Linked DNA regions of Ovis aries: region 2 is linked to region 1. The links are chromatin contacts, called in public Hi-C maps. All regions are on one chromosome and are shown on one strand. The core of a region is the stretch at or near the end of the contact, and the rest is flanking DNA. Distances in the headings are between cores, read along the strand shown. Region 1 holds the start of DCN (decorin). Region 2 overlaps LOC105607925 (a long non-coding RNA gene).

What was found. A called contact is a pair of places that touch in the nucleus more often than the background predicts.
Region 2: a Hi-C map of tail adipose tissue shows a contact between it and region 1, with 2.3 times the contacts expected there. The contact joins the enhancer-like site here to the promoter of DCN in region 1. A contact is called at or near these places in 4 of 16 Hi-C or Micro-C datasets (omental adipose tissue, skin fibroblasts and tail adipose tissue).

Annotation. Positions count from the first base shown.
Region 1 is chr3:127,585,181-127,587,880 of ARS-UI_Ramb_v3.0, reverse strand. DCN (decorin) reads left to right here and starts at 1,346. Exons shown (of 8, transcript NM_001009218.1): 1 at 1,346-1,431.
Region 2 is chr3:127,633,863-127,636,562 of ARS-UI_Ramb_v3.0, reverse strand. All of the region lies in intron 2 of LOC105607925 (a long non-coding RNA gene), which reads left to right. Among named protein-coding and RNA genes, the nearest start is that of TRNAR-ACG, 30 kb to the right of the region's middle. Within about 2 kb of position 1,327, at least 5 of the 54 cell types and tissues checked have an H3K27ac peak or open chromatin away from gene starts, as enhancers often do. A contact at or near this core is called in tail adipose tissue, where this site is marked.

The sequences.
Region 1 (2,700 bases), core at 97-2,596:
TTTAAATCATCAGACTAACCAGGCATGGGGTTATTAAATGCCAAGGAGAAGAGTGGGGTAAGGTGTTAACATTATGGAGACTGGGCTTGGAAAATAAGGCAAAATATCATGTGATAACAGCCTTACCCCCTCTTCTTTAGGTAACACACATAAAAATTTAATCCCTTCAAGTTTCATCAAGGCAAAGTATATTTACTGTAGAATTGTGTACTTAGATGGCTAGAGAAGGGAAGAAGGGAGGGTGGAGAAAGGAAGGGTTATCCTCTCATGTTTCACAGATGTTGATTTCAAGTTTCCACCTGGTTAACAGCCTACGGGCCAGGGCATAAAGATACAAGTCAAAACATAGAGACACACAGAGAACTGACAGCATCCAGCAAGGGAATTACAAAAGCTCAAAAAAAGCTTTCACTGGCTGAATAAATATCTTTCCTTGTATTTGCACTTTCTTTTTTCTATTTTTCTTTTTTCTATTTACTGAATTTGGAAAGAGCCATAGACTTTATTGCCTTTTCAGAGTTCTGGATTACATAAAAATATAGCCTACGAAAATAACATTTTTCATATACAGGCTAAATTAAATTGTGATCATCTTTTAGTATCTATGTGCTTTATTTTAAAAAACACACATAACTGGTAGACAACAAGGAAGGTTTTAAACTATAAGTAAGGGAAGTAATAAATGGTGTGCTTTTCATATAAAATCATGGCTTTCCTCCAGGGAACTTTAGAAATATGTTCAAGATATATAGAAAACCTCCATATCATAGTACTTGAATTTTTGAATTTGCACAAATAGCCCAAGGCAAGTAAGAATCCGAATGAGTACTCATTTATTTTCATAGCCCACACTTAAAATAATTTCATTCCATTTGCCAGACTTACACATCCTGAAAGCAAAAAAAAAAAAAAACAAAAACAAACAAACTGTCATTTTCAGAAGTATGATAAATGTGACTCATAAAGAAGACTAGAAAGAGTGGATAAAGGAGTAGGATTGGGGGTGGGGAAATAAACCCTTTAGTTACAATTTCAGGGAAATGAGTCGACACAATGAAACAAATTCCAAGTCAAGTTGCTCCACTACTATATTACAGAAGCAGTTTAGAATTTTAAGCAGATGCAAAAGGAATAAAGTATTTAAATAGGGAGAAAAAAAGGCCGATAAAGTTTCTGGCTACAATACGAGAGACATATCATTACCATATGATCTAATGTGGGTGTCAGCCGGATTGTGTTCATTGAGGGAAACCTTATTTTTTAACTGTGCTATGGAGTAGAAGCAGGAGGTTTTCAACCTAGTGACAGTCACAGAGCAGCACCTTCCCCCTCCTCCTTTCCACACCTGCAAACTCTTTTGCTTGGGCTGAATATTTAGTGTAATTACATCTCAGCTTTGAGGGCTCCTGTGGCAAATCCCCGGATTAAAAGGTATGGTTTTCAATAATTGTCCTGAACTCTGCTACAGACTAATAAAACTTTGATCAAGTTAAGAAAAAAGGAATTATTTGGTAAGAGAAAACGAGAAAAAAAAATGTGTACTGAACTTTTAGTAATGTTTCTGCAGTGTTTTAAACAAATATTGCTTGAAAACAGAAACGAAGTATTTGGTAAAATGGTTGTGATGCATTGTTTTAGTTCTTTCTCTCTGTTTTTACAAAGATGTTTCTTAGAGAAACTATAATCTAACACGGTGACTCTCTTTATTGATGTATTTTGTGTTTTTACTAATTAAATGTTTAGGAAATGTTTATAGAAAAGTATTCTAGACTGGCATGCTATTCATAGTTGGATTGTATATTTAAGAATTTATTCTCCTCCTGAATTCTTGTACATTTTAAGAACTTTTAAACTTCAGAGACGTGAACTTTGGTGATTAGTTATAGAAGTCTAGTGTATATTTCTACAACTTAGAAAATAATAGAAACTGTCACCAGAGAGGTGAAAACAAACACTGGCTCTATTTATGCTGATTATTAAGGACCTAACTAAGATGATCTCACAGTTAGCTACATATTTACTAAAATGTAAAGAAGAGACTGCAGAATTTTTGCTGCCAATGAAATTTTATCACAAGATACATTCACTATAGAATGAAAGTGTGGGTTATTTTTCTTTCTAATTTCAAAACAGGGTAATATGATGACCACTGATTAAGTGGGCTCCCAGTGATATAAATACCTGCGGCTTTTTCTTCAAATTGCTATTTTGACCAGAGAAAGAATCAGATGCCCCCTATAGTACCCCTTATTGATAGATGGATACTGTTTTATGGTTTACTTTTAACTTATTTCTATTATTATTGAGGTTTTTAATTCACCCAGTGCTGGGGGGTTTAATTTGCTCTGCATTTATAGCTTCACTTATCTCCTGAGGTTTAAATTTTGACTTTGAAATTCACACCAAAGGCATAAGTGACATCATGCAAATGTTGATCTGAATGGTATAATTTAATGGGATGTCGTTTAAGAAACCTAAAATTATTATTTTTGATAGAACACATTAAATTATGGCAATGAACTTTACTAAAGTAGTGGCATTCTTAGCAATTAGTATTTAGGAAATAGGCATACATTTTGAGAATACTTAAAATGGTTGAAATGAAATTTTAACAGTATATCATCTCAATAACAGTCTCCTTGATGTCCACATGGGCTACTGCTATAGGTTTGTTTGTTTTCCTGATTTATTGAGAGGAAG
Region 2 (2,700 bases), core at 78-2,577, 49 kb before region 1:
TACAAGTAAAATCTTCCAAGTTTTGTGCTTTTCTTCTCTCAGGCAAGAAACCAGGAAAGAATTGTTGAATCAATTATTCAGCAAGTTTTTATTGATTTCCCTGCCTACTTCAATGTTTGTGGTATCCTCTACCATTTTATAGCCTCATTTTTAAACCAACCTTGGAAATTTTGGACTGCTAACTGTCCCATAATTCTTTTGCATTATGTCACAAGTAAAGCTGACCATCAAAACTGGCCATTGAGATCACATCTCTGACTAAAAATTCAAAGATTTCCACTGGTTATAGCCTAAAGTTCAGACTACCTGGCCCTCATTGACCTGAATCTCTTGTTTTTCTTTAATCCAATATCTAGCTATGGTCTCTTTCTCCTATAATCTATAATCTCCTAAAATTTTCCCAACATTTTTTCAAATCCCTCAAAGCACATATTACCTGTGTCTCTCCCTAATCTCAATATTTATTATATCAGTTATCCTGCCTTTTTTGTTTCTCACTAAGGGCAGGAGATTTACCTTTTTTTTTTTTTTGGTGTTGCTTAGTTCTGGGGGCATGGCTACTTATGTACACTGATTATTGTATGTTTTTTTTCTGAAAATTTTTTATTTGTCTCACTACATTTTGAATTCTTGCAAAAAGACAGTATTGTTCTGTGTCACTTTTGTTTTCCAAGAAGTTAATCCAATATCAACTACGAGGTTTTGGTCACTAAATTGTGTCCAACTCTTATGACCCCATGGACTGTAGCCTGGCAGGCTCCTCTGTCCATGAGACTTCCCAGGCAAAAATATTGGAGTGGGTTTTCACGCCTTCCCTCAGGGGATCTTCCCAACCCAGGGATCAAATTCATGCCTCTTACATTGCAGGCAGTCTCTGGCATTGCAGGCAGATTCTTCACTGCTCAGCCACCAGGGAAGCCCATATAGAAATGGTATAACTGTTTGCTGAATGTATTAACAGATAATTGAACACTAGACTGACCCACTGCTATTGCTCAAACATTCTTGTAACTACTCAAACTACTCATTTGCTCATTGATTTTTATCCCTTTTTCTTCACCTAGTAAAATTTTCTTCAGCCCAGTGTTAGTCACAATGCAAAGTAATTTTAGCTGCTTGAAAAAATATGTGTTAAATGAATGAATGAAAACTTCTCTCAAGTCAAATTCTACTTTCTCCACATAGATATCTTGATTCCCACCTAGAAGTAGTTTCTCCCTACCCTGAGTCCCCCAAAAACTATTTTTGAGGAGATCTGTTTTCATGAAGTATTAATGGAGTGAGTCAAGATGTTAGTCATCAAAACCCTTTCTTCTCTTGTGTAAGGAAAGACAGATCTCTGCCAAATAGCTTTGGTTTAGGGAATACCCATCCCAGTCCACATCTGCTTGAGTAGCTATTTATGTCAGATGGAAAATGGAAATTTAACAATCTCACTTAGTGACTATGTGCATGGACTGTTAGTACTCAGTGAAAGTTAAAAGCTATCAGAGTTGGAAAAAATTTAGGCTGGCAATGATAGACAAATGTGTATATTTAGTAATACAATGAGGCCATGCAGAATGACAATTTGGAATCTGTAAAAGTCAATCAAGTCAATCAAGTCTCCCTGTGAGGCAGGGAGAAATCATGTGCCAGCTATTCTGTGACAATTCATTGAAACACCCTGACTTCTTCAGATCAAAAATAGCAGTCAGGAGTTCTGTGCCATTACGCAGATGTGCTGAAGTCCCCGGCAAAAAACATTGTACAAAAATGTTTACTTAAGTAAAACATTAAGTAAAAAAATGCAATAACAAAAAATGAAATATCAAGAAAAATCTTGATTATCCTAAGTAAATACGTTTTAACTCAAAAATGGGAGTTAAAACCCAATAGCACATCCATTTCACAAAATTTTGCTAAGTCAGAGAAAAAGAACTTTCAAACTTAAAGTAACTGGCTGTAGAAAGGATGGCCACAAATATACAAAGAATTTTCCTTTCACAAGACCATATTTTTTTTCATATCAGTGCAGTTCAGTTGCTCAGCTATGTCCAACTCTTTGTGACCCTATGGACTGTGGTATACCAGGCTTCCCTGTCCATCACCAACTCTCAGAGCTTGCTCAAATTCATGTCTATTGAGTCAGTGATGCCACCCAACCATCTCATCCTCTGTCGTCCCCTTCTCCTCTTGTGTGGAATCTTTCCCAACAAAAGGGTATTTTTTAATGAGTCAATTCGCATCTGGTGGCCAAAGTATTGGAGTTTCAGCTTAGGCATCAGTCCTTCCAATGAATATTCAGGGCTGATTTACTGAATATTTTTTTCATATTGTATCTCAGTTATTCATACAATTGATTTTATCTCCCCTACCATTTTGCCTATTACTATTTTTAACCAAGTTTATCACGTGCTTTATTTTCAAAGTAAAATAAAAAATACATAACAGATAAAGTATAGAACTCTGAATTCCTCTATCCTCTTCCTGGTCATAGTGTCTTTTCCTTCTTTCTGGGTATATTTACCATCATAAATATGATATATATGTTTTCTTTCCTTTTAAAATAGTGCTGCATACATACCTATATGTAAATGAATGTTTTATATTTCTCTCTACTTTTAATGCCACATTTTAAAATTCAATTATAATTTAAGGTCTATAGTTTTTATTTTTTTTATTTTTTTTTATTTTTTTATTTTTTTAATTTTAAAATCT